Regions from separate parts of the Mus musculus genome. Here all the other regions are linked to region 3. The links are chromatin contacts, called in public HiCAR-type, HiChIP or PLAC-seq and promoter capture Hi-C maps. All regions are on one chromosome and are shown on one strand. Each heading gives the region's core, a stretch centred on a gene start, on an enhancer-like site or on the middle of the called end of the contact. The rest is flanking DNA. Distances are from core to core; before and after follow the strand shown. Region 1 holds the start of Fam229b (family with sequence similarity 229, member B). Region 2 holds the start of Frk (fyn-related kinase). Region 3 holds the start of Hdac2 (histone deacetylase 2). Region 4 holds the start of Fyn (Fyn proto-oncogene). Region 5 holds the start of Ccn6 (cellular communication network factor 6). Region 6 overlaps Fyn (Fyn proto-oncogene). Region 7 overlaps Lama4 (laminin, alpha 4).

Region 1 (3,546 bases), core at 461-2,960, 2.2 Mb before region 3:
TCCAACATCTAGTGAACAAATTCAAACTAAATTTCTACAAAGTTGGAAAGGCCTGATATTTAATTGTAATTGTCAGGATAAGTCCACTACAGCTGGTTTATAGAGAACTTTGAAAACGGATAAACTTAATGATTTAACATTAAAAGACCCAGGCATATCTCAAATGTCAAAAGGATTCTAACATCTGTATCTTACACTAAACGAAAAGTAACACACATTGTGAGCAGTTTCCACCTCTTTCATTTCTGCATACTCTGAGGGCAAGTAATATGCAAAATAATCTTTCAAAACCTGGCCCCCGCTAGACTCATACCATAGTGGGCAGGCACCCTCAGTGAAAACGTCAGGTTTTCAAAGTTACTGGGAGTCCCTTTAAAGGTTCTTTTTGGCTTCTTACGGAAGTCTATCAAGGAAGCGCGCTGTTCTGCAGAATGGTATGAAAATGGGCTATGAGAATACGCTTTGATCAGAACAGCAGACACCGTCCTAGCTGGCAACTGTTTCCTTATCCTCTAAGATTCTGCTGACAGGGAAAGGAGGCGTCCTACCAAGCGGAGACAGACTCACCCACTTACCTGGTATCCACATTCCTGAAGAAGCTGCTTATAGCGTCGTCATAAATTCCTTTCTAGAAACAAAACAAACTATAGCATTTACGTTTATTTTCTCTAAAACCCTTTTAGCTGTAGCAACTCTACAACGCTGAAGGGGCTCTAAGAAAAAGAAACCTAGGTCGACTCTTCCAATTACATCTAAAGGTAAAATGCCAAGAGAACCCCTGACTAAGTTTAACAGTGATGAAAAAAGCACACCCTGTAGGATTATACAGCTGGTACTCCAAGTGGGAATTTCTTGGGATTCTTGGTCGTTTGATGTATTTACCTACTTTATAGTGCTTTCATCTATAGCATCTACTGTCTTTCAAAACAACAACAACAACAACAACAACAGGAGGAGGAGGAGGAGGAGGAGGAGGAGGAGGAGGAGGAGGAGGAGGAGGAGGAGACTGCTAAAGATCAGGGAAACTTAAGACCAAACTCCTGACAAGTGCCTTCTGCCTGTGACTTACAGCAACACGTTTAAAAAGAAACTAGCCACGACCGGTATGAGAAGATCCTATGCAATTTATGGTACTGATTAAAAAGCCCAAGTAATCTGGGCATGATAGTGGTAGTCCTGGGGATGCAGAGACAGATGGATCGCTGCAAATTCCAGAACATGATCTACACAGCAAGTCCCAGGTCAGCCAGGGCCCCGTAGCAGGATCCAAAGCACCCCTCCCCAAACCTCATGTGAACTCTGGCAGGCCCGGGTGACAGGCAGGAGGGGCGGGTACCTGGTTGACCGCTGCGTGCTCCCTCAGCGCCAGGTCCCAGAAGCAGCAGCCGATCTGGTTCCCGCACTGTCCGACTGCAGCCAGTAGCGAGGAAGAGAGAGAGGTGCATTAGGAAGGCAACCAGGTGACTGGCTCCGCAGCGACCCGGTCCCCGCGGACGGGGGTAGCTCACCCTGTACGACCACCGACTGGGTCATTCCGCCGGGAGGACCAGCAGGAGCACTCCCGCCCAAACTCCCGCCTTAGCTTTCGAGCTCAACGACGCCCTACGAGGGGCGGCCTTAAGTCACGTCGCTGCCGCAAGTAGCCAATGTCGTAATGCCCTTGTTTCTTTACGGCCAGGACTTCTGCGCAAGCACATTTGCGGCTAGCCGTTACCATAGCGACTGGGCCTCCGGCAGGTAAATCCTAGCTGCCCTGTCAACATCCTTGAGCATCTGCAGCTCCGGAGGCCCTGGTAACTGACGGGTAACTAGGTTTCAGAGAGGCATTTAAGATAAGGGACTTTAACTTTGATCACGGGCTTTGAGAGGCTCACAGCCTAAACAGCCAGGACAGTGGGTCCGATTTCTCAGGATGATGCCCGCTAGTGTCGTTATCTAACAGAAAACGAATGTGGAGGAACACAGAGACACCCCAGACAAATAGGCTTATCTGGGAACAAGGGAAGCTAGGTACACTCCGACCAAATACCACAGCTAAGTTCAGAGGCCAAAGCGATGCACTCTTCAAACTTAAGATTTCTGGATAATTCAAAACATCTACACAAATCCAACTTCCAACAGCCGGCAATGCCATTGAAGATACACTCGATGCACTCAAAAGATATGACCTAAAATATTACATGGCGCTGACAAGGAGAGCCATAATATTCAATGAACAAGGGTCTAGGAAAAGAAAAGATGGGTTAAAAGTTAAGGCGTTTGATTTGATGTATGAACAATGTAGACGAGATTTTTTAAAGGCAGGGGTGGGGCACGAAGTTCGAAAGGGGAAAAAAAGGTTATTTTTCAGAAATTGAATTTTTACTGGGCAAATTAAATGAGGCTTTAATTAAGAACTAAATTAAGAATTTAGGCTGGAGAGATGGCCCAGTCAGTAAAATGCTTGTCTCTGAAGCACGGGGACATAAATGCAGACCCCAGCACTTAACAAAAATCTGGGAGCCTGTAACTCTAGGCTTGGAAGGCTGGAGAAGGGAGATCCACAGAGTCTAGCTGAAACTGTGAGTGTCAGATTCAGGGCTCAATAGGAGACAATGTCTTACAAAGTAAGATGAAGGATAACTAAGGAAAACACTTCATGTTTCACATCTTGTTTCCATAAGTGTGCACACACACAAATCCCCTCACTAACTTTAATGCTTTAATGAAGTTAATATTTTCCACAGAAATTCTGAGAAACTACAAAACCTTTAATCTTCATTTAGCAAAAGTTAAATTATACTTGCTATTAATTTGTCATGATATGTAATATGATATATAACATGATAAGAGCCACAATAATTGATTGATTGGTTAGAATACCTTATTCAGCCGCCAGGATACAGCTTAGTTTGTTATTACACAGTTTTGAAAGATGTGAATTTTGACGTTGTAGTGGGGTGTATGTATTGCAGAGGCCTTTCCATGTTTCTCTTTGGGTGTCTTACATCTCTTGTAACTAAGGGGGCAGATTTTAGCCAGGAAAAATTAGAAATTGCTGGATTTACTCTTACCCGCTTCTTGGTAAGCATGCAATCTGTGATAAAGGTAGTCAGACACTTTGGGTCTTAATATTGAAGTCCCCAAATCTGGGGTTTCCAAAGTTTGCCAAACATGGACAAATATGTGGGCTGTGATGTTATTAGGTCGAATCTATAGATTCTGGTGCTAACGCCCGTGGTGTTCTGGCCTTTGCAGAGCTCTGCCCATGCTGTAGTTCCTGTCATTCTCCAGAAGCCACGCAACAGCAAGGAGTTGTAAGAAAGTCCTTATGAGTTTCACCGATAACTTCAGTCTGCAGTGAATCAGATGTGTCTGCTTCACAGCCAGGTAAGGTGCCATCTTCTATACCAGTCACACCAAGACCTCAGTGTAGGCACATTTAGGTTGGCCAAGATGGCAGAAACAGCTTATTAGCAGCTTGTCTACCATCTTACAAGCAAGCTTCTTTTGTTGTTGTTGTTAAAAAATTATTAAGATTTTATGGTGCAATTGTATTAATTGATA
Region 2 (4,069 bases), core at 734-3,233, 2.5 Mb after region 3:
CTTAAGTTCAGGGTGGAAAGAGCATGTGACAGACTGTATGGTGTAGCAGTAAACACAGGAGCAGGATGGAGTAAAGGCTAGCTACACTCTGCAGAGGCCTGCCCACCACCCAGGCACAATTTCTTAAAGCTTCCACAGACTTCAAACGCAGCGCCACCAGCTGGAGAAAAAGTTTCAGAACCTGAGCTTGCAGGGACATTTCCGTCTGTAAGATGTATTAAACAACCTTTTGTAGTCCATTTCTTACAAGGTTAGATCATTGTTTAACCTCCACGATCAGAGACAGATAACTAGAACTGAGGCAAAAAGCAATAATTAGATGTGTTCATCATCGGCCCCCCTTCTAAAATCACTTTTTCAGGATGAAATCTTAGTCTAGTATTGAAAGAAATATCTCCGTGATTTTTCTTCTTAAAATTTGCTGTCTATACCTGGCCACTTTTTAATCCTAAAAACCAAAAGCTATTTTCGTAATTTGAATATACCTCAGGATCTAGGAACACCAAGAAAGTTTTCTCTGTTATGATTTCACCAGGAAAAAAAAAAAAAAAAAAAAAACTACTACTGTGTAGTTGTTTTGTTGTCTTTGTAAATTAGCCCACTTGTGAGCCTACCATAATGGAAATGGTTGTGGTCAACTGCAGGATTTGTAGCATTAGTTTGGAATGCTTGGAAAGTTTACACTAACTAAACAAATAGCCTCCGATTTTAGATTTGAAAGTAGGTTTAGGAGAGACTATAGCTGCCCGTAAATGAAAATGTAGTTCTATTGAAAGTGAGGCAGAGGGAGAGTATTAGATGGACCATAGGTGTGCCCACTATAATCAAAGTCATTTTAGCAGTTCTCTCTCACTTTGCGAGAAAGACATGCTTCAATTAACAGCTTCTAGAATGCCTTTCCATACACTGGACCGATCTGTGAATGAGAGTCCGTGGATAGGAAGGAAGGAGAGTCAGAGTTCAGTATCCAACCCCGAAAGAATCAAGAAAAAAGTATGGCCGGTGCTACTCACGGCTCTGCCTGGAGACTCCGGTCCTCCGCCACGTAATTGGAAGGAATGTAGCCCTGTAGCTGCTGACCTAAGCCGGTTCCCTTCTTCTCCAAATGTCTGGCCAACCACCAGCCCTCATGCGAAGTGTCCAAGACTTGGAGTTTGTCGCCGGCACGGAAGCTCAGGTCCTCTGCAGTACGTGCTTGGTAATCAAACAGAGCCACAAAATACTGGCCATGGCTTCTCTCGGGCTCTTGTGACCTGGGAGCCTCTGGGGGACAGAAGGCCCCTGGATTCTCAATTACTACTGACTTGTCTGCCTCTTGAGACCAGCACGGGAGAAAAGGCTGCAGGTATGCCCAGAGTCTCACACAGACGCTGCCCATGGTGTTGTTCTAGCTTAGTAGTTGTAGGAGAGGATAGTCCTCTCCCCACAAGCTGTACAGAGCCACGGTCCTCCACCAGGCAGCTTCCAAATCAGCTGCAACTCACCATACCTCCCGCTTCGGATCTCTCCTCTCTCCGGCAGATCTGGGCTTGGCCAAGACACTCACAGCTGGCTTTCTGTTTGTAGCTGCTGCCCTGAGGCAAAACCAAGAGAGGACTGAGCTGGAGGTCCAGTGGGAAGGTGCTTCTTCCTGACTGCCTGGGCACCGAACAATAAGTAAAATAAAAAGGGTTTTATTTAGAGGGACATTTGAGAACAAAGAACAGCCACCTCTCCCTCTGTCCCCGGAAAAAGTTAGAGAGAGACTAACTCCAGGAACAAGCTCCCAGCCCGGCCTGCTCCAGCTGCTCTCACCCTGCTTCAAGCCTGCAGCTGAGAGAGTTCTGCTCTCTCCGGAGCTTTCCTTCTTGCTAATGAATAACCAGGCCGTGGAGGTTATCGCCTTTAACATCCTGAGCTGTACAGACTGTAATAATTCCTCCTAACTTCCTGGTTTCTTTTTGTCTGATCTAAAAGGAACTCCCAGGTCAGCTTTCCCGCTCCCTCCTCCCACACCCAGGATAGACCAGCCCCCTTACCAAGAAGCCAGATTCTTAAAGCAGCCAAAACCCAGAGAAACAGGCTAGCCCAGATGGCTATCTGTCTTGCTATATTCCCTACACAGAATGCAAGGCAGAGATTTATTTCCTCACAAATATGAGTAGGATTGTTTTGATACTGGTAGAGAAAATTTTAAAAGGAGAAAACTGGGTGTTTAGGTAGGATCTGCCAGACATGTGGCAATTGAAAAAGAGCCTTTGAGTCCCTACCATTTTTTTTTTTAATCACTAGGAATAGATTTTAATAGCCTCAGAAGTTTCTGGTGAAAAAAAAAAGAGTAGCAAAGCAGCTGGGCAAAATGCTGAGAACCCGAAAGGCTGCTTTTTCCCACAGAGACATCTCATTCCTGACCCCTTACATCGCTATTTCTGTAGCACGTGTACCCAAGCACACACAGGAGAAACAGGTGGCAGGCTGATAAGAGCATTTGTAGAGATGCTGTCTCTTCAAGTTGGACTTCAGGTCCATAGTCATGCTGACTCCGTGGGGTTGTGGTGAGACCTCAGAACAACTCAGGCTCAGGTTAAGATAGACATTCTGGGACTGCAGCACTGAGGGCCAGCAGAAAAAAATGGAAACAGGCAACCTCGGGAGGGGACCATTTCTTAAGGGAAATAAGGTTGCAAATGACAAAGCAGGCCGCAATGTTCTTTGTCTTCCACATATATGTACACCCATACATAGACACATATCCATCACACATGGCTCACACACACACACACACACACACACACACACACATAAAGCCAAATTCTGAGACATATTTTGTTTTATTTTAATACCATGAGACCTAAAACAGACTGCACGTGTAATTCCTTATTTTACACAGAAATGAAAATAGTGATCATGATACCAATGAATCATAACAAATATTCTGTACCAAACACCATGAACTGTGAAAGTGTGGTATCTTCTTGATTTCTTTAAACATGGCTTACAGATGCTGTGGTCTTTCCTGGGACATCTACATGATGTAGAAACAGAAAGAATGAGAAGGTCTACTAAGCACAGGTGGACCCAAACTCAACTTTAAGTGGATTTAAGACTCCAAACCCTTTGCTATTCTAAATTTTTGTTTGTTTGTTTGTTTTTGGTTTTGGTTTTTGGTTTTTTCGAGACAGGGTTTTTCTGTATAGCCCTGGCTGTCCTGGAACTCACTTTGTAGACCAGCCTGGCCTCGAACTCAAAATCTGCCTGCCTCCTGCCTCCCGAATGCTGGGATTAAAGGTGTGCCCCACCACACCCAGCCTTGCTACCCTAAATTTAAATATACCTTCACTGTGACTAGGTCAAAACATTGTGGGAAATGACAGTGACAAACAGCCCATCCCATCCCCTGAGGAGGTGAAGAGACTTAAATAGCACCAACAACCCAAGGATGTCAGGAAAGCAGTGGCCTGGGAACCTGACCCAGTGTGAGAAGATTTTTTCACGTCGGTGACAGTGGAACTCTCCTGGGCACCCAAGCTTGATGCCTGACAGGTGTCTTTGACACCTTCTCTGGCTGCTTTCAGCAAGTCAGTCACCTATGTCTGCTCAGCCTTCTTTTCATTTATTCCACACAAAAAAACAAAACAAAGAAACAAACACACAAACTCCATCTGAATGACAACTGGTCACTGAACAGGAAATAGAAAATTCCACAGTCTTCAATGGCCTCTCTTACTCCCGGTCATTCATCTCCGGCTTGCCTGAATCCTGAGGTGAATGGCCAGGGACTGGCAAGAGCACAGCAGCCATATGTATCGGCATTCAAGGGTTTTCTGTGTTCCCAGAACCACACTAGGAATGTTGTAAATGATTCAGTATTTAAAGAACAAGGTCTATGAAGGAGCTATGTAATTCTGTTTTGTTTTGAGAAAAAAACTGAGGCTGAGACAGGTTAGGTGACTTGCCCAAGCGGCCAGAGCCACCAGTCAGTTGAACCATGAGTAGTGAATACCCTGCAGACCCGGAAAATATAAATCCTTGGTTTTGTCAACTCAATAAACAAATAGGTAGAGAGAGAGAGAGAGAGAGAGAGAGAGAG
Region 3 (3,903 bases), core at 1,129-3,628:
GACAATTAAAGATTGCTGCTACCTTTATAAACTAACAAGAAGAGGGTTTCTGTAATCAAGTCAGACGTGAAGGGAATTCTCTGCAGAGAATTCTCTGTAGTCTAGCATGCTATGACATGTTAATTAGCTTAACTATGACACCAATTTATATATCTTCAATTTTTGTTAGCGTCCCCCAAATGCAAATAGTCAGAATAAAAATAAGTTAAGTACATTCTAAAAACAAGTCAAGTAAGAACCACAGATAGATAACTCAGCAGATTTCCACCATCAATTATACAGTTGGTCACTCACAACTAGGTAAAGCAGCTGCATGGGCATAAGTCGAAAATCACATGACTGAAAAATGCCTCCCTCCACACCTTATCTCCATGACCAATGTCTATCCCACTCCTCAGCAAAGGCTCATCCCTACGCATGAAGCCAGGAAGGAGCTGTTCAAGACAGAGAGTCCTCTCTGGTTCTCCATCAGGCCTGGTGAAAGTTAATGGGACTTAGAGTTCATCACTGATGACAGAAGCTGACAGCTGAAGAGACTGAGCTGTTCCCCAACAGCTCAACCTTTCCCCTGACTCTAACAAGAGCAGGACTTTACTTTAGAAAGGCTGTAATTTCCAATGGATCAGAGAATGCAGGTCAGGGCTTTGCTATGACCCCAACGTCATAATGTAACTCATGTTTAAACCGACATGCTCTCCCATCTCTGCTCTCCATGATGGTGTAACTTCAAATAAACATGCAATACAGTTTGAGTCCTCTCAAACTTCCAATTAAGCCAGGCCATGGTGGCACATATCTTTAATCCCAGGATCTGGGAGGCAGAGGCAGGTGGATCTCTATGAGTTAGAGCCTCATTTACACAGTGAGTTTCAGGACAGCCAGGTCAACTTAGAGCCTGTCTCAAAAAACAAAACAGCCTTTTCCATTTTGGCCTAGCTTTCTGTAAGGTTTTTGGTTTTCCAGCCAATGACAGGTGGCTATTTTATTTAAAGCTTGTATTAAAAGATTCTGTCAAACCAAGAAAATGCACGACTATTTTAACAAGTTTAAGTGTTTCATTCAGCCTAGTTCTCTAATCTACCTCTCCAAACACTGTGACTTCAATACAACTACAGAAAACGCTCCCAATTTCATATTGCTTTGTGGAGATCAAGCGTTCAATCAATGAGCTTCGAAAGTTCTGTCAAATTTCCTTATTACTTCTCTCAATGGTTTATCTATTGATGTCTTGGGTGAAATCTGTATAGGCAGGGCACCATTCCATTTGGTGTAACTGAACCCAGAGACTATTACTACTTATACTCCAAATTAGAAAATCCTTACAGTCACCTTGTACCGTTCACTGCATTGTGAATATTTAGTCCACTTCTCAAAGTTTCCTGCAGCAAGGTCTTCACCACAGTAGAAGAGTTCCTAAGCAAGATGCCGGTGTTCTTTCCTAACCCCCCAGAGCAGGGTATTATAGCAGATCGAACAAAGAGCAACAAAGAAGGGGGAGGTAATAACCTCCCATAGAGACATGCCAGGACCCATCAAACAAGAACAACTGCACGCTTCCTCTCTCCTACCACTTCCCAACGACCTACCTACTTCCAACTCAAAACCCCTTAATTGTCACCGAGGAAGTGCAGCCCTTCCATTTGAACCCTGAGAAAGTGGAGCTCGAAGAACGCGAACAAAGGCGAGGGATGTAGTCCACGCAAAACACCAGCGAGACAGCGCCGCTCTGCGAACTTGGCCACCGGCCAGCAGTAACTCCTCCGCAGCCCCACCCGGGTGCCGGGGTCCCGGGTGAGGCTGGAAGCGCAGCGCGGACAGATCGGGGGCGAGAAGGGGGGACCGGGAGAGCGGGGGAGGGGACAGGGACGTGGGGCGGAGCTCCAGGACGCCAGCTTTGTGCAGTCAGGCCCAGGGTGCCAACTGGGGTTCCTCGGGAGACCGGTCAGAGGCAGTGCACCCTAAACCTGCGTGTGCCCGAGAGGACCCGAGAGGAGCGAAGGCGGGCGTCCCCGAGACGCCACCGCTGGGTAGGCCGTGTTGGTGTCCCCGCGGGCTGCCACCCCCGACACCCCGCCGCGCCCTCCCCGCATCCCGGCTGCAGGCTCCTCGGCCACTCACCATCATAGTAGTAGCACACTTTCTTCTTGCCGCCTCCTTGACTGTACGCCATGGGCTCAGGCCGCCGCCTCCCGGCTGCGGCTCCTCCTCCGGCTGCTCCCGCCCGCCGCGGCCCGGCGGCCAGACAAGAGGGCTGACGGGGACGGCCGGTGCTGCAGCCCTCGGAGCAAGGGCAGCCCGGAGCGGGACGGCGGCGGGTGCCGGGAGGGCCGTAGGGCACAGAGCGGGATAGGCAGCGGCGCCGACGCGCGACACTCGGCAGGGGTAGGCCTCCGGGCGGCGGGGCTGCGAGGCGGGAGCGACCACTGCGGCTGCGCGGAGGGGGGCACCACAACTACGGTCGGGAGGGAGCGACCGGGACGGAGTGGACGCCACCGGCCAGGGCGACAGTAGTGTTTCTACGGGTAGTCACACACAGTCCGGAGGTGCGCACAAGCGGACTTTAGCCCCTTGCTCAGAGACCCGGACGCGCAGCAGTGAGGTTCACCCCTCGGTCTTACGCGCACTGGTTGCGCCTGGGCCGAGCCTGCGCACTCCGCGCCTGCTCAAACGAATCCCGGGCAGTCTAGACCCCTCCTCCAGGGCTCATGCCGCTCCCCTCCCCCACCGCCGCGACGCTCCGGCCCGAGCCCGCCACGTGCCGCGGGGACCCCGAGGGGCCTCGGCTTGAGAGCTCCCTAGGGCTGCCTCCCCCCACACACACACCCGCTACCTGGTGGTCCGATATTCCCACGTGTTTCAATTCTCTTGTTCTCCCTCATTGGCTCCTGATAACTACTCTTGAGTTACAGAGAGGTTAATGGCAGACTCCTTGTATCTCCTGGGTTTAATAAGCATTTCCAGGACTCGGTATAAGCACTGTTCCCAGCATCCATACCTGCTCGTAATAAACACCATTTAAAGCTGTCAAAAGTGCTGGGATGTACGTGCCATGTCCATCTCCTTATAGGTGTGGGCAAAAGAAGGAGTATAGTGCTCTCAATTGCTAAATAATAGTCATCTGAGGACCGAAGGGGTGTCGAACTTTTCAAGACTCCACGTGCTTTGTCTACTTTATCAGACTGGATGTGCTTCTAGCCAGACAATTCAAAAGAATTGGTTTAAATATTGGAGTCCCTGTGTTTAATAGCCTGGCGTTTATTGTGCACCTGTCTAAACCAACCTGCTTAAAGGATGCATAAAGGATGGAAGCTGACTGTCTAATGAAATACTCACACACCTGAACTGTTATTATTTAAAATTCCAGCTACATGCACACACTACTTCCTCCCTTAAGAGGAGGTGTTGAAGTAAGAACCATACTGAGTCACTAACAAAAATCATTATTTTTCTACTTTCGGATCCCCAGGACTCTTAATACATAAAGCACCAATCTTCCAGGCTTAACCCCAAGAGACTTAGAATTACTCCAAGGTACCCCTCACCACAACCACTTCTCTCCCAAGCCTACAGTTTTAACAAGACCCTGGGAGATTAACGTGGTTGGGTCAGGGACCACAGTGGAGAGAGCTAGCTTTGATGTTAATGTTGATTACAGAGTATTGTTTGCTTCATTTTCTCTATCAGTTCCCAAGTCAACCATGCAAGGTTTTGAAAACAGAATGAGATGCTTAAGCAAACACTATTGTTCTTCCCCAGACCAAACACGGGGGAAGTAGGAAATAAGACTTGATTTTTTTCAGGGAGACTTCTAGCCTCTGTTCCCCCACCACACCTGTTTTTTTGCGCTTTTTAATACATTTAGCTCAACATTTAACATGTTATCATTGCCCATAATTCCTCAGC
Region 4 (3,916 bases), core at 840-3,339, 2.4 Mb before region 3:
GAATCAGCAGATCAGACCTAAGTTTTGACAAACTAAGCCTGAGACTTACATTAACATTTCTACCTTCAGAGGAACACCATAGGTTCTGAACTCAGACATCTACATCCCCTGTTCATAATTAACTAGACCCAAAGTGTGAGAGTTGAAACCACTTCCTCCAAGTCTGAATGTGTGGTACTCACTGGGTAGAGCCAGACAGGGAGACTGAGCACAAAGGGTGAGAGGCCGGATGTGAGCTTCCAAAGTCAACCTTGAAGCAGACAAGTGGTACACCTCCAGGGTCTTCCAAACGCCAGCCCAAGTGCTTGCTATCCATGGCCCCAGTTTCTTAAATAAAAGGGCTAGGCAGCATTGCTGGGCAGACCAGAGCACATTTCAAAAGACTTCACTCAGCAAAGAGGCCTTGGACTTTAGGGAATCCAGTCAGGCTGCCTCACTCGTGTTAAACAGTTTGATTCTGACTCAGACACAAAATTCTTCTGATCCCTCATCAATTTATCCTGTCTCAGGTATCAGTAACTATCCCCCAAGAAGAAAAGGGGGGAAATGAGGGATAGGGGAAGGTTCCTTGAAAGTATAGCAACTCCTAAAACAGCTGAAATAATCCCCCCCACCACCACCTTAAATAGAGAAAACTGCAGTTGCCACTCAATGCTACCAGTCTGTAAACACAGCTAAATGCCTGCACCTGCCACCCGGGATCCGGGAGCCTTCATTTTTTGGTAAGTGTGGCAGAAAAGACTAAGAGATCAACTGCTTCACCAGAAAGAAAGGGACGCCCCAGGGATGAGACACAAGAAGCATGGTGCCCTGGGTACTTTATGTGTCTCTCCTCTATGAACTGAAAGGGCTCTTTGTGTCACACACACACTCACACACACACACACACAGAATGAGTCTGATTTATTAGAGGAAGGAGGGGCAAAACGGGTGATTTTATTATCCCTCCTCCCAGTGAGTCCCAGCAAACGCCTCCTGGGCCCAAGCTTGGTGGCCTCTTTCTAGCTCAGTCAGTCCCTGTGGCCTCAAAGATAAGAGAGCCTAGAGGAGACCAAACAAAACCGTCTACCGACCTAGGGAAGTAGGGAGGAAATCCAGCGTGTCGAGAAGGGAGGAGAAATAAGCTTGAGAGAGCAAAAGGGGTGGGGGGACAGAGGAAGAGGAGGCAAGGCCAGACACAGGGGAAAGGGGAAGGGTGGGTGGGTGGTAGCACAGGAAGGGTGAAGGGGAGGGTGGGGGAAGTGCAAGGGAGGTTCCAGAAATAGGCAGGAGGATGCGCTGGGGAACGGCAAGGGCCACCGAGGGAGGAAGCCGAGAGGTGGAGGAGTGGGGCAGGGGTTGGGTGGGGAGGAAAGCAGCACGGGGCATCAATTATTAAGTGATTACATCATCCCTGACATTAAAACAACACACACAGCCCTGGTCCCCGCGGGGGGCCGCGAAAGGAGGGCGGGGGCGGAGCTGGGCCAACCTCACCCCCAAGCCAATTCCTATTTTCCACCCGGCACCCGCCGGCGGCCGAGGAAAGACACCCCGGTGCCTGCGCAGCCTCGGGGCGGCACCCCGCATCAGTGTCCTGCGTCGCGGGGCGCCCTGGAGGCTGCGCGGCGGGACCGCAGCGGGAGCAGCCCGTGCGGGGGCGCTGGGCCGGGCGTCTCCGCAGCATCCCGAGGCTCCGCGCATCCCCTGTCGCTTACCTGCTTGGCTTGGCGCTCAGCTCCGGAGCACATTCACATGGTCCTCTCCCCGCCCTCCTCCGGCGCGGCCCAGGCGGCTCCCGCGGCTCCGCGGCGGGGCCCAGGAGCTCGTGGGCCTCGCGAAGCGCCGAGGGGGCGGCGCCGGTGTCCCCGGCCCGGCAGCCCGGTCCCTCCCTGGCGCGGGTGGCGGCTTTGTGTGTGCCCGGGGAGTCCTCGAAACGCTCCGGCTAGAGGCGGCCTCGCTGAGCTCTTGACCAGCGGGCGGGTCTCGGAGGCCCGGCGCACGGCGACCCCTCCTCCTCTCTGCGGAGCCCCCTCCCCGCCGGCTGCGCTCCTGACAGATGGCGCAACTGCACCGACGCGCCGCCGCCACCGCCGCGGCTTCTCGCAGCTACTCTCGCTGATGCTCGGGCTGCTCCGGATCCCGAGGGGTTCGAGAGGGGGCGGGACACGCCCTGAGACTGTCAGGTCTTTCTGCCCTATCAAAGGGCCCGCTGAGGGCTGAGCGCCGGCAGCCATTGGTGAATGCGTCGGAGGCGGGACGGCCATGGGTGGGGCCGCCGAGTGGGTTGAGCTTTACAGTGGTGGCGGGCAGCCTGCGGTGCGCACGGCCACAGGGTGTGTGAGAGGATGCGAGGTTGGCGGAGAAGGAAGAGTTGTGTGTCTGAGGATCGTGTGGAGTTGCGAGTTGGTGAGGTGGGCAGGAGAGTGCGCAGGGAATGAGCTGCTTTCCACTTTGCCAGTGGAGACTGGCACCTGCCACTCCAGCCTCACAGCCATGGGAACCTATTTCTCCAAAGAGATAGCCTCGCCTTTGAGAGTGGGAGGATAAAATGGAAAGGTGTTAAGAATGGCGATGGCAAATTAGGGAAGTGAGGAGCAAAGTAGAGAAGTACCATTGCAGAAACTGGGAAAGCTAGGACCAGCAAACGCACAACAAATAGTAAGAAATTAATGACTTGTTAGTCTCATTTTCTTGGGTACCCAAATATGCTCCCCGCCCCCCCCCCCACACCTACCCCAGGAAAAGTGAAAGAGAAGTATGACTGAAATTCAAGGGGCCTGCAACAAAGAGTCCCAAAACCACCCAGTAGAGATTGCTTGTGCTTTTCCCTAGCTGTTTACCAGTGGCCATTGCTCGTCTGGCTCCTTGGGGCATTCAAACTTCTCTTGGTTTTCTTGTTTTCGCTGGTGGCTGAGCTGAGCTTTTTGCTCAGATTTTCCTTGACGAAATAATAGCCGGGTTGGTCTGCAGTCTTTATTTCCGATTCAGCTTTTCTATGGCAGGATGTAACTTCATAAAAAGAAACATTTTGCCTTCCTGATTTTCTTTATAGGCAATTCCTGTTTACTGAGAACTCTGTTTTAAGACATGTTCAGAATCATTTTCTTTAATGATTTTGGTAAGAAACTCATCCCTCCCCCTCAGCAAATCTAATCTTCTAAGAAGTAAGTTTAAGCGAAGCAGCCTTGGCTTCCTTAGGCGCTCAAGGTCTGTGTTATCTTTCCTGCTCAGTACATTTCCCCTGTAGTTTAAAAATACCAGTCTCTTTTGCTGACTTTTTTTTCTTTGTCTTTTCCGCAGTGCTCTTTTGAGAAATTTGCTGCTATTCAGTAAATGATCCTCATGTGATGGACGAGGAAACTGAGGACAAGAGAAGGTGACACTGAGGAATTCCATGTCCGATCTCTTCCTGAAACCTGGAGCAGATGGTACTAAGTCACTCCATTGTTAATAATTTCTTTGAGAGGAGTCTCATTTTTGGCATCTGCAGCATAATAGCTTCTTCACGTAATTAGTGGACCAATAAGAGGCAAAATGATTAAATGACAAATTAACCAACTCCCAGCAAGACTCTGTTCTGTTTTTTTCTCTTTACTTACTTTTGAAAAAAATAAATAAAAACAAAAAAACAGGAAAACCCCACAACTCTTCCTCCGGATAGCTTTAAAGGGATTCTGTCTCCACAAGAAGATTTGCTGATGTTGTGAACAAGTGAGAAAGCCCTGGAAAGATGTTAGCATTATTTCCCATTTTGATCTGCTCCCAAAGGTCATCAAAGTAGATTTGACTTAAACAGTGTCCTCAGCCTACCCAAGGCAAGCCATGCTTTGTTCTAAACCTGAAATTTTATTTTCTTACAGGCAGTATCTATTACCCAACAAATGGAGAGACATTGTTCTAGAATTTCTCTTAGATTTGGTTGTTATTTGCTTGG
Region 5 (3,856 bases), core at 386-2,885, 2.2 Mb before region 3:
TTATGAAATATGTCCTTCCTTGGATCTGTAGGGGTGTTTTTAGAAAGGATTAAGGGAGATGGGAAGACCTACCCTGGATTTGGGCGGCACTGTCCTGCGGGACAGGGTCCCAGCCTAGATAAGGATAAAGCAAACTGAGCTCTGACTTTCATCTCTGCTTCCCGACTGTGAATGCATTGTGAACAGTGGCCTTATGTTCTTGCCATGACTTCCCTGCCATGATTGACTGTGCCTTCCAAGTGTGAGCCAACATAAGCCCTTCTTCAAGATCCATTTGCCAGACATTTAACTGATCCAAGACCTTAGGGTGGCAAATGAAAAGGGTACTGTGAGGTTTGTATAAGCTTGGCCCAGAGAGTGGCATTATTTGGAGGTGTGGCCTTTTTGGAATAGGTGGGTCACTGTGGGCATGGGCTTTAAGACCCTTGTCCTAGCTGTGTGGAAGTCAGTCTTCTCCTGTTTGCCTTGAGATGCCTGCACCATGCCTGTTTGGATACTGCTATGCTCCCACCTTGATGATAATGGACTGATCCTCTGAACTGTAAGCCAACCCCAATTAAATGTTGTCCTTATAAGAGTTGCCTTGGTTATGGTGTCTGTCCACAGCAGTAAACCCCTAACTAAGAAGGGTACCATCTGGGTGGCCCAGTGCACATATAGCTGCAGGCTACTGTGATGTGTGCATGCTCATGTGCTATTGGCTCTGTGGGAGCACAGCCTCCCAGAGGTCACCGCTGTGGGAGGCCTTACTTATGTGCTAAATTCATGCTCATAAGGGTGGGAAGAAAGAGGCCCGGACACTGTAGATCACGTGACAGGCCAAAGGGAGAAGAGCTGTGGGAAGGTAGGTTTCGCCTGCTGGATCTTCAGGAAGACAAGACTTGGACAGAGAAAGAACAAAGGTTAAAATGGATACTCTTAACTCTTGTCCTGGTGACAACACAGGAGGGGACAGGCTGGTGGCCACATGTGTGTGCACACATGGTGTGTTTCTGGAGAAATGGTTCAAATTCAGAGTAACTTACTTTTTAGAGTTTTAAAGATTGTTTTAACTGATACACAAAAACAAAATTATATGTATTAATGGGCATCTTGTAGTGTTTCGTATGTTAAAAAAAATTCTCACTCCAATTTTCTAATTGGGAAAATCTAATTGGGAAAACCTAATTGGGGAAACCTAGGGTTAATTTTCTGTTGTCTCCCACAAAACTACAACTGCAGATAGGAGCCTAGTTTAAGCAAATGTGCTGTGGGGAGTCTACTTACACCCACTAGGTTAACCCCTTACCATTGCCCCAGGGGTGAGATGTGTCGGAGTATAGGACGACATGGGGTGGGGGCTGCTCACCAGCTCAGGAAAGGCCTCTAGAATCTGCTGTTGGTAGGACATGAAACTCAAGTGACATGAAATGGGGAGAGACTGGACCAACACCCGGCAGAGAAATCAGAGAGACCAAGGGCAAGGTGGGAAAGATGTCCAATGCCACCCAACTCCTGGAAGACGGGCTTGGATCTCAAGAACAGGATGTCCGTCCTCCCTCAGAGAACAACCTCCACTTGCTCTCGCAGAGTCCCTGTAGGAAGGTGTTGGCCCCTCCTGACGCACACCGTGCAGACCCAAGGAGCTTCTAGAAGTCCAGTGAAATCCGCAGGGCACTGGGACAGATCCTCAGACGGAAAGTGCAACCCGGGAGTCTGAAGCCCAGGAGGTGGAGACGTGGTTCCTTGTGCAGGAGACAGGGGAGCTTTGTGCCTGGCGCTTCTCCATCTCTCCATCCTCCCGGCATCATGCGTAGGCTCCTCTTTTGCACTCTGCTCATGACTGGGCTGACACAGGTAAGTCCTTGTTTCACATTCAGACTCCAGCTGTACATCTCCAGGCCCAAAGTACAGCTGCAAGGTAGAAATGGGGGAAATATACGGGTAATTATTTAATGAGAAATGGGGAGCCATTTTCCTTTCCAGAACGTTCAGTTTTAGCTTGGGAGTTTCGTCTCGATGCTGGACACTTCCCCCTTTGAGGTGTACACACTGAAGCCTTCTTGCAATGTGTGAACAGTCCACTAGTGTTCCCTTATGTCTATTTACACAGTCCACCCCAGCTCTCGGATGGGTAGCACTGACGGCCACAGCTGTAAACATGATCCCTTCATGAGAGGTTGCAGGCGCGGGCGGGCGAACACAAGGGCAGGCGGGCTCGCCTTTTCACAGCTTGTAGCATGCAAAGAGCTCCTGGCAAAAAAACGGGTTTGGCAATGATTTTTTTTTTTTCCCCCAGCTAAGCCTGTCCTTGTTTGAAAGGAACGCTTAGGAAGGAACATTTAGTGTTAAACTTTTACTTTATCTTTTCTCAAGCCTTGGGTCTTTCACTTTTTGTGAGTGAATCTGTCCGTGGAAGCTCTAAATAATTCGGAGGGCAGAGCATATGAAGTTTAATTTAAAATGAGCAATTCATTGCCTTAGTGTTTTTGATTGAGAAGATTAAAGCAGACAGAGTTACTTGCTGATTTATTTACATGAAGGTCACTGCTGGCTCTGACCTCTTCCGGTGACATAGAAAACATGGAAGGGTAAGGAGTTGGAGCTGAACATGGCTGGGGCAGCAGAGGTATTCTATACAGTAAGGGGAGTTGTTATACCGTCTAGAGGTGTGAGGTTTCAGAAGGCTCCTAAGAAGGATCTCAGCGATGGGTTCTTCCTGCTGGCACAGCTGGAGGACATTTCTTCAATAGCTCTGTGCCCAGCTCTCTCCTGTTCTACACTCTCAGGAGAGGCAGGTGGTTACTGTCAACTGAGGACTAGGGCATGTTCTTTTTTTTTTTTTAGTTTTTTTTAGAGCATGTTCTTAAACAGCAAATATTCTAGCACACAGAGAAATGTACAGAATAGAAAACAAGTGCAAATACAAAGAGATATTGTACTTAGACCACAAATTATCATTCGTGATTAATTTTGCCTTAATTATGTGTGGGTTTTTTGTTTGTTTGTTTGTTTGTTGTTTTGCTTTGTTTTGGTCATGGTGATAAAATACCTGAAAAATAATTAAAGGAAGGTTTATCTTGGCTCTCGGTTTAAGTTCATGGTTCTTGGCTGGACATTTCAGCCTCTGATGAGACACAGCATGGCAGCAGAAGTGTGTGATAGAGGAGGCAACTCATCTCACAGAGAGAAAAAACAGAGAAAGAGGATGTTATGAAATATAAAGAGGCAAGGTGTGCCCCTGAGAAATTACGCCATGCAACAGATCTGGTATAAGCGAGTTTATTGGGGGAAGGGAGAAGAGTGGGGGCCTGGGGAAGGAGTAGAGGCATCAAGTGATCCATGATGGGGGGCAGCAGAGAGGGGAGAAAGGGGCTCCAAGGATAAAGAGGGGGGAGAGAGAGAGAGAGAGAGAAAGAGAGAGAGAGAGAGAGAGAGAGAGAGAGAGAGAGAGAGAGAGAGAGAGAGAGAGAGAGAGAGAGAGAGAGAGAATGTGGAGAACAGAGAGAGCTGGGTGTCAGGCAGTCCTTTTATACACAGCCTGCATCTGCTGCACCTGGTGGCAGGGGCAGGTGATGGTGGCAGGTGATGATGTAAGCAGATGTTAGGTCCCTGAGAGCAGCCTAGTGGAATCACCTGTGAGCTAGTAGAGGCAGGAGACAAGATGTACTGATACAGCCCCAGTGATGCACTTCAGTAAGGTGCAGTCTTCCAGTTGTCCATTCAACTGCGAATCTACAAATGTGTGAATCCATTGGTCAGGTCAGCACACTCCTGACAGCTGCTCCCCCAGAGTCCACTTATGAGTAGTGATGACCAGGGGTGTGTGTACATATGGCATAAGTGTGAGCACACATGCATGTGCTCATGTCTGTGT
Region 6 (3,934 bases), core at 154-2,653, 2.5 Mb before region 3:
ACAGAGACTGCACTGTGAGAATGCACCATGTTGATGAGTTCAAGTTCCCTTGTTTCAGTTCTCAACTGAATTTGTATGTAAGTTGAAACAATCACATAGTAATAAAGCATAAAACTGGAGATGGGAGGGGAGCACATTAAGAGGCAACTTCTGGAAGGCACAATAGCTAACCAGTCAAGAGCAGTGAGCGTGCTTTCTACTCCTTGCTGGGTGCTGAGGGGTTGTGCAGCAAGCAGGCAGTGAGAACACACAGAGAGAGCTGCAGAAACCTTACTGTGGCAAGGGAAGCAGAGGCACTGATGTCAAACCTGAGGACGCAATGGGTGATCACGCCAGACCTGGGCATGAAAAGGTCAGCTTAGGAACTTTGGGAAGGTCATGAAACACCTGACCCTCCGGAAGGGAGAGGCTAATTACCATTTCTCAGACCACATGGCAGGATCGGACCTGCCGGTGGGGACACATTCCACAGTACTGACTGTTGCCACCTTCAGACAAGGAAAGTCTTTGTCACCTCATTCCCTAAAGACCAATCAGTTTAAAGGGTGCACTATTCCACCAATCTTATTGTGCCTAGTTGCTGATGCTCTATTCTGCCCCTGGAAACCATATAAGAACTCGCTGGGATATTGGGAGTAGCCACCACTCCTTCGGGTCTGGGATGGCCCCAGTGCACTGGAGCAATAAATTCCTCTTGCTTTTTGCATCGATCCCGGCTTCACGTGGTTCACTCAGGGGGTCCCAGGTAAGCTAAGGCTCCCCAGAGTCTTACAGGCAGACAAGGTGGGGGCAATGAATATGCTTCAGTTCTAAGTCCTATATGCTTGGAGACCCTAACCATGTAGGAATGACAATCCTTAATTAAGCAGGCTCTTCCTGGAACTGAGGGCTTGGACTGGGCTGAGCTGTGTACTGGCCAGCCCTAGGGAAGGGAGGTCTAACCAGCACTCACTCTCTGGATGCTGCTGGTTGTAGAGGCAGGGGGATTTGTCCTTATGCTTGTTGTTTTCACCCTTTCCAGCTGACACAGCTTTGACTTTTCTTTTTTCTTTTTCTTTTTTTTTTTTTTTTTTTTTTTGAGACAGGGTTTCTCTGTGTAGCCCTGGAACTCACTCTGTACACCAGGCTGGCTTCGAACTCAGAAATCCACCTACCTCTGCCTCCCAAGTGTTGGGATTAAAGGCTTGCACCACCACTGCCCAGCTAGCTTTGACTTTTGAGCTAGTTTTCCTGAATCCCGGTGGAGCACAGGAGGGAGCAGCCCCACTTTATACAACTTAGCACTCTTCTGAAACACTAAGGTCTGCTGGATACATCACTTCTCACTGCCCATATCCAGTCAGGCTTGTTTCCCCCACTCTGCACATGCTCTGTAGAACCACGGGCTTCTAGTCGCAAACTAGCACAAGCAGGAAAGCCAGTGTCACATCTGCGGCTCAGTCGCAAAGCCTGGCTCTCTGGCCTCCTCTGTTTTAGTAACAGTTGTAGCGGGACTGGCGGTGGGCCAGGAGTCACAGTGTCACCTGGCATAGGCACAAGCAAACACACTAGAACAAAGCGGCTGCCTGAACAGGCATCGCCAATGTCCTTTCTATAGGTAGGAGGAGGATGAGAGCCCAGGAGGTTCCTTCTCAGGCAGGACAAAACCTCACTCCGCAGATCCCCCCAGTCAGCATGGGGGTTCCTGGACAGATGATTCTGCATGAGCCCCAGCCTTTCAGAAAACAGGGGGTTCTTTCTCTTCCTTTAATTCAGTAGCACTAGTCACGAAGATCCAGCTCTCACAGAAGCAGATGGCCGGAGGGTGGGATGGCTCAGTGAGTAAGGATGCCTACTGCAAAGCCCACAGGTCTGAGTTTGATTCCTGCTAGAGGGGAGAACTGATGGCTCCCAAGTTGTCTGACCTCCACTCTTCCATGCCACGCCTTGCATGGAAGCTTTGCCCGGGCACACACACAGATTAAGTAAAAGTGTAATAAAAAAAAAAAAAAACAAAACAAAACATGAAAAGCGCATCGAAAGGAGCAAGCTTGGGACAGTGGGCGTGGCATCCCCATCGCTTGCCCCTTTGCTCGGAAGCACGGTTGTGGAAACAGCCACAGCAGAATCTGCCAGCCGCCATCTGCATTGCAAGTCTGAAGTGAGGCAGGCGTCTCCTCTGAAGAATGACAGGGAGCCCTGTGTCTCCCAACCACTGGGACTGCGTGTTGGCACTTCCTCCAAGCTACAAGGAACGCAGGAGCACAGCAGCAGCCTCTGCATCCAGCAGTGATTTAGGATTTCAAAGCTGCAGCAGCAGATTGGTGTGAATGTTGATAAACCAGGCAGTTGGGAAACACACTCAGCTTGAATTCCTGGGCTTCTAAGAGCAAAGAGCAGTGACAAAGGAGGCAGAGAGGCAACGCCAGCCAGCCTCCTCCCTCCTCTTCATGGTACAGAGTCTGAGAGGGAGGAAGGGGGTGGGGGTCTCTGCCTTCCTTGAGTTTCCTTCCTGCTGAGGAGCCTGGCTATGCAATCCTTTGGTCTTTCATAAGAGGTCAGCATTTAGGATTGCCCAGTGCCCAAGACCCAGGGGAAATGAAAGGAGGGAGAGAAGAACATGGAGCCACCTGCAGGCAGCCAGCACTGGTTCCCAGCAGCCCTTGGAGAAGAGCATCTGAGGTGACAAACTGGCTACTCTGAGGAAGGAGCTGCTACCGCCTCTGCTAACGCACTGAAGGCATGACTGAAGCCTGACCTTGTCAGTTAAAAAAACCTAAGTCAATCAAAAAAGGCGGCACACGTGTTTTATGAGCCACCATACATTTATATACACTATTAACTGAAAATAAATGCATGCTAAGGTAACCTAACAGTGACATTTACTCATGTATATTACTATTATTAATATTTTTATTATTACTATCATCAGTGTTGTATCAGAGAATTAGGAGCTTGGAGAATTCTGCTCGCAGTAGGCCTGAAAGAATTCAGTTTTGGGATGAGCACGGTGGTGCACGTCTGATCCCAGCACTCTAGAGGCCAAGGCAGCTGAACCTCCGTGAATCCTGCGGCCAGTTTAGTCTACATTGCAAGTTTCAAGACAATCAGGGCTACATAATAGAGAAAGCCTGTCTTAAAAAAACAAAAACAAAACTTTAAAAAAATCTCCCCCAAAATAGTTTTGACAATCCTAAGGCCCAAATTCATCTCTGATAATAATTGGAGTCACAGAAGAGGCCAGGAGAAGGGGTGTGGCACACTGCCCCTCATCCCACTAGACAGCCACAGTGGCGGTTTCCAGTGGGCCTATGACCGTACAGCTGAAGACCACACCTTGAGATTTTCTTCTATCCAGCTGTTTCCATGTCATTTCACCTGTGGGCTGACAGCAAATGGCTGTGAAAACCCGAGGGTCTTTATCTTTTAGATGACGTCTCCCTTCTTGCATCCTGTGGCATAGAAGGAGCATGCAGTGTGGTGGAAACCAGCTTCAACAGAGAGATAACTGGCTAAGGAATGGTGTGGCATCATGACAACAAGAACCTTGGAAGGCATCATTCACCCTAACTCATCAGCTTTAACCTTCAGGCAAGAGAAGCATGGACATCTGTCACGTGTGAGCCCTTACATGGAAGAGGGAAAGGTGTAAGGGGCATGGTCATTCTGTTATGACAACCTGGACTTAAAGGAATAGGAGGAAGTGATTATAACACAGAAATGAAGCCTGGATCCCTGGGGCACATGTCCATGTCCCTTTACCACTGGCCACAAGCTCCTCTGAGCAAGAAAACAACAACCATGAATTACGACACCTGAACAAGAACACGAGCCTTCTCAGCGCTTTAAATACGGTCTCTTTCAGTGCTCAGAGTGATCATACCCAGGCATTCAGGTAAGGAACATCGGCTTAACAGAACTAAAACACCTGCCCGGATTATGTAGTTTGTAAGGC
Region 7 (3,561 bases), core at 307-2,806, 2.1 Mb before region 3:
CATGGCGTCCATGCTGCCTGAGCTGTCCGCCCTTGGTTCATGCGGAAAAATCATCAGGAGACAATAATTAATGTAGTAATTATGATCTGCATGATATACCATGAAATTAATTATATGCAGTGTTAGAAAAGGGCCCTAGGGTTCTGAGTAGTTGGTTAACAAAATGAACACATTTGCTTTTGTGTTTATGTGTGTGTGATAGTGTGTGGTGTATGTGCATATATGTATGTAGTGCATGTACCTATGTGTGAAGTAAGATTCATGTGTTAAGAGTCCTTCATTATCTCTCTCTGCCTTATGTTTTGGATGCAGGCTCTCTCCTCAAACCCCAAGCACACTATTTTGTTTGCAGCCACAATATTGACCTATTGATGCCCAGGGATCCTCCTGTCTCTGCTGCCCTCAGTGTCAGAGCTACATGCACGCTGTGGGTAGTACTAAGCTTTTATGTGGGTACTGGGATCTGAACTCCAGGCCTCCCTCTAGCTTCAGCATCAAGCGCTTTAATGTTCAGCCATTTCCCCACCTTCTTAACATAGAATTTTAAGAGAGAATGTTTCCAAGATCAAATGAAGGCTTGACACAGTGGTATTGTGTGTATCCTAGGGAGAAAGGTTGGAAGAAAAGGGCAAGCCCAAAGGATCAATAAGAAACTAGGTTGGAGGAAAAGGAGAAGCTGTTCCATGGAACGGTACTTGCAGAAAAAGGAGGAGCAATATTTGCTAGACATAGAATCCCCAAGTCCTTGTGGGAAGGTCTGGAACTTCAGGCTCAGGTGCTACAGGGAGCCCAGAGGCAAGGGCAAAGAGGCAATGGGTGAGTGCTTTGTTTAATTTAACCCTGTGTGCCCTGGGAACCTGTGAAATAGCTGAAGCTGTACCATGATGTCTAGGAAGGAAGCAATGTGGAGAAATAGTACTGATATGCGACAGTTTTCACGGGAATAACATGAGGTGCAATGGTGGCCTTTACTAGAGTCCCTTTCCGAATCAAAGCCAGAACAGAGGCAGAGGACCGGGGGGATACTGGCGTGAGTGCCTGTGTGAAACACAAGAGGGGCTTTGCTTCTTGAGGGTCTTAACTATGCCTTTGGCTCTCAAGTTACCAGTGCTGGTAATGCTGGTTTCTAACTGTTCCATTGCTCTGAAGAGACACCACAACCAAAGCGACTCTTGTAAAAGAAAGCATTTAATTGAGGCCTGTTTACAGTTTCAGAGGTTTAGTCCGGTATGATAATGGTGGGAAGAATGGTGGCATGCAGGCCGGCATGGTGCTGGAGAAGTAGCAGAGAGCTTTATATCCTGATCCTTATGCCGCAGGAAGAAAGACAGACTGGGCCTGACACAGGCTTTAGAAAACTCAGAGACACCTGCCCCCAACACACACACACACACACACACACACACACACACACACACACACACACACAGTGGCTTACTTCCTCTAACAAGGCCACACCTCCTAATCCTTTGCAAATAATGCCTGGTGACTAAGCTTTCAAATATTTGAGCCTACGGAGGCCATTCTCATTCAAACCAGCACAGCTGGCGTCTGAAAACATCAGCATAGAAAGAAGAGGCACACTTGGTTACTACAGCTTTGAGAGCACACAGGGTAAGATGCTTGACTTTATATGTAGATTTTTCTCTTTTTAAATTATTGACTACCTTTATATGATAGTGTAAAAAAAAAAATCTAGTTAGGAGATTACTTTCTCACACAATTCCAGATGAGAAGCTTAAATATCTCCATCTTATAACCCCCTCTCTAGCTTTCACTTTCAACTTTCCAAACTAGAGAAATACATAAAAACAGTATTCAGCATTAAGGCAATGGTTGCTATTCTAGGGGTATAAAGTAATTGCAGGCGGCCCACAGGTGCCTTCTCACTCTCCTGAATGAGATGACATTTTGGCAGCTGTTTACAGAACTGTAGCTGGAAACCTCTCTTAGGGAATGCTATTCTATGAGAGCAACATAACCTATGGTCTGCAGCTGTTTTCACCATTCAGACTAAGTCAGGGCAGGGGAAACACACACTCTTTCCTATTGTGTAAGGGGAGATATTGTCAGTGAACTTTCAATACTCAACGTTCTCGGGTCCTATGGCACTACCATTCATAAGTGAATTTTCTCTGTAGTGTTTGTGTGTGTGTGTGTAGAGGATATTTAAAGGGGAAGGATGAGAAGTGGGGAGAGAGAGAGAAGGAGAGAGAGAAAGCACAGCACTATGGAACCGCACATCTGTTGAGCATACTTTTATGTATTATTGATCTTGAATGAAGAGTTAAAGTTTTGGTACATTATTTTTGTTTTTTTTTTTTTTTAGTGTTGGGATCAAGTTTACTTCTTTGCTGCTCTTTCCTATTAAGGACAATGGCATATAAAACCCTTTGAGTTATTAGGTGAGTTACGAAAATACAAGGCTCACTTCTTAATATAACAACAGTGATAAGGGCTTACTGGGTTTTTCTGGATTCAGAAGTGTGTACATTCTCAGAAGCGCTTACCTGGAACACCTCCAACAAACACAGGCTCCCTGTGATCAACTGGCTTTGGATTCAACGGCCCAACTACATGGTTCACTTCTGAGTCTACATCCAACTGAACCACGTTTGAATCTCTAATAACTGAAAAGCATGACAAAGACTGGTTATATGTGATACCAGGGTAATTTTTACATGAAATAAGTTATCACAACACCAACACATTCCAGAATAAAAATCCCCATACTCTTCTATCATTGAATACAGCAATAATGTCGAAGCATAATTACTGAGTAATTATAGCGACATTTTCCTTAGACAAGGGGACAATCAGATTCCATGCTACTTGTTTGTTGTTGTTGTTTTGTTTGTTTTTGCTCCAAAAGTTTTATGACATATTTTGGCATTATTTTGGTAGTATTCATATTCATGCTTTTATTATCTATATTCATTGTTTATTAAGAATAGCTGAGGGTGGAAGTGGTAGTGGTGGAGAGATGGCTCAGAGGTTGGGAGCACTGGTTGCTCTTTCAGAGAACCTGGGTTCAATTCCCAGCATGCACAGAGCAGCTCACAACCATCTCCTTCTAAGGATCCATCATCCTCTTCTGGATTCTGCTGACACCAGGCGTGCCTGTACTGCACAGACACACATGCAGGCATACACATAAAATAAATTAAAAAAAAGAATAAAGAAAAAGAATGGCTGTGGGGCTAGAGAGATGGTTCAACAGCTAAGAGCATGTACAGATTTTAGTCATCCATCAGTATCATATAAAAATCTAAGTTCTTCCAGGACGCCACCCTCCATGCCTCCCTGTGCTGTGCGGGCTCAGGCTTGTATGTGATACCCGGGGACATCCCAAGTTTTTCACCTGTAATTCTGTGCCATCTGCCATCACAGAGATTCTGCTTGGGAGTTACTGAGGTAGAAAAGTCTCTGACACCGTTGTTGACCTTCACTATGACCTGCCGAGATGAAGCATGTTACATAGTTAGTTTAATTTCTCACCATCGGGGTGAGTTTTATAACTAACTCACCACAGATAAGAAATACCCTGAATAAATACTCATA

Evidence for each region. Promoter capture Hi-C pulls out the DNA fragments that hold promoters and counts their contacts. HiCAR-type assays count read pairs that join an accessible place to other places. HiChIP or PLAC-seq counts read pairs in DNA pulled down with a chosen protein or histone mark.
Region 1: a contact with region 3 is called in a HiCAR-type map of astrocytes, with 14 times the contacts expected there. The contact joins the promoter of Fam229b here to the promoter of Hdac2 in region 3. A contact is called at or near these places in 16 of 39 promoter capture datasets (the C10 cell line, the HPC-7 cell line, HPC-7-derived erythroid cells and 11 more), 10 of 115 datasets of contacts at active chromatin or transcription factors (astrocytes, craniofacial prominence, differentiating embryonic stem cells and 7 more) and 2 of 9 other capture datasets (liver and pancreatic islet).
Region 2: a contact with region 3 is called in a promoter capture Hi-C map of cranial neural crest. The contact joins the promoter of Frk here to the promoter of Hdac2 in region 3. A contact is called at or near these places in 9 of 39 promoter capture datasets (the 3T3-L1 cell line, 3T3-L1-derived adipocytes, the C10 cell line and 5 more).
Region 4: a HiCAR-type map of astrocytes shows a contact between it and region 3, with 8 times the contacts expected there. The contact joins the promoter of Fyn here to the promoter of Hdac2 in region 3. A contact is called at or near these places in 5 of 39 promoter capture datasets (hippocampal neurons, liver, pre-B cells and 1 more), 1 of 115 datasets of contacts at active chromatin or transcription factors (astrocytes) and 1 of 9 other capture datasets (liver).
Region 5: a contact with region 3 is called in a promoter capture Hi-C map of liver, with 11 times the contacts expected there. The contact joins the promoter of Ccn6 here to the promoter of Hdac2 in region 3. A contact is called at or near these places in 8 of 39 promoter capture datasets (the C10 cell line, cranial neural crest, frontonasal cranial neural crest and 4 more), 1 of 484 Hi-C or Micro-C datasets (pre-B cells) and 4 of 115 datasets of contacts at active chromatin or transcription factors (embryonic forebrain, embryonic midbrain, kidney and 1 more).
Region 6: an H3K4me3 HiChIP or PLAC-seq map of stem cell-derived neural progenitor cells shows a contact between it and region 3, with 10 times the contacts expected there. The contact joins the enhancer-like site here to the promoter of Hdac2 in region 3. A contact is called at or near these places in 4 of 39 promoter capture datasets (hippocampal neurons, liver, maxillary cranial neural crest and 1 more) and 4 of 115 datasets of contacts at active chromatin or transcription factors (astrocytes, embryonic forebrain, large pre-B cells and 1 more).
Region 7: an H3K27ac HiChIP or PLAC-seq map of epiblast stem cells shows a contact between it and region 3, with 16 times the contacts expected there. The contact joins the enhancer-like site here to the promoter of Hdac2 in region 3. A contact is called at or near these places in 5 of 39 promoter capture datasets (cranial neural crest, frontonasal cranial neural crest, maxillary cranial neural crest and 2 more) and 4 of 115 datasets of contacts at active chromatin or transcription factors (embryonic forebrain, embryonic stem cells, epiblast stem cells and 1 more).

The regions. Positions count from the first base shown.
Region 1 is chr10:39,132,070-39,135,615 of GRCm38.p6, reverse strand. It overlaps Fam229b (family with sequence similarity 229, member B), which reads left to right and starts at 1,710. Exons shown (of 5, transcript NM_183254.2): 1 at 1,710-1,793; 2 at 3,238-3,369. Tube1 (tubulin, epsilon 1) reads right to left here and starts at 1,593. Exons shown (of 12, transcript NM_028006.2): 1 at 1,509-1,593; 2 at 1,337-1,410; 3 at 576-628. The coding sequence starts at 1,533.
Region 2 is chr10:34,481,314-34,485,382 of GRCm38.p6, reverse strand. It overlaps Frk (fyn-related kinase), which reads right to left and starts at 1,983. Exons shown (of 9, transcript NM_010237.3): 1 at 1,795-1,983; 2 at 1,014-1,638. The coding sequence starts at 1,378.
Region 3 is chr10:36,973,019-36,976,921 of GRCm38.p6, reverse strand. It overlaps Hdac2 (histone deacetylase 2), which reads right to left and starts at 2,378. Exons shown (of 14, transcript NM_008229.2): 1 at 2,119-2,378. The coding sequence starts at 2,170.
Region 4 is chr10:39,367,972-39,371,887 of GRCm38.p6, reverse strand. It overlaps Fyn (Fyn proto-oncogene), which reads right to left and starts at 2,089. Exons shown (of 14, transcript NM_001122893.1): 1 at 1,698-2,089. Gm31616 (predicted gene, 31616) reads left to right here and starts at 2,276. Exons shown (of 2, transcript NR_168583.1): 1 at 2,276-2,393; 2 at 3,283-3,916.
Region 5 is chr10:39,161,573-39,165,428 of GRCm38.p6, reverse strand. Ccn6 (cellular communication network factor 6) reads left to right here and starts at 1,635. Exons shown (of 5, transcript NM_001127376.1): 1 at 1,635-1,836. The coding sequence starts at 1,789.
Region 6 is chr10:39,500,015-39,503,948 of GRCm38.p6, reverse strand. The region is part of intron 3 of Fyn (Fyn proto-oncogene); the gene reads right to left. Among named protein-coding and RNA genes, the nearest start is that of Gm40627, 88 kb to the left of the region's middle. Within about 2 kb of position 1,403, at least 48 of the 459 cell types and tissues checked have an H3K27ac peak or open chromatin away from gene starts, as enhancers often do. A contact at or near this core is called in astrocytes, embryonic forebrain and stem cell-derived neural progenitor cells, where this site is marked.
Region 7 is chr10:39,105,031-39,108,591 of GRCm38.p6, reverse strand. It overlaps Lama4 (laminin, alpha 4), which reads right to left. Exons shown (of 38, transcript NM_010681.4): 36 at 3,362-3,455; 37 at 2,511-2,630. Among named protein-coding and RNA genes, the nearest start is that of Fam229b, 27 kb to the left of the region's middle. Within about 2 kb of position 1,556, at least 12 of the 459 cell types and tissues checked have an H3K27ac peak or open chromatin away from gene starts, as enhancers often do. A contact at or near this core is called in epiblast stem cells and stem cell-derived epiblast-like cells, where this site is marked.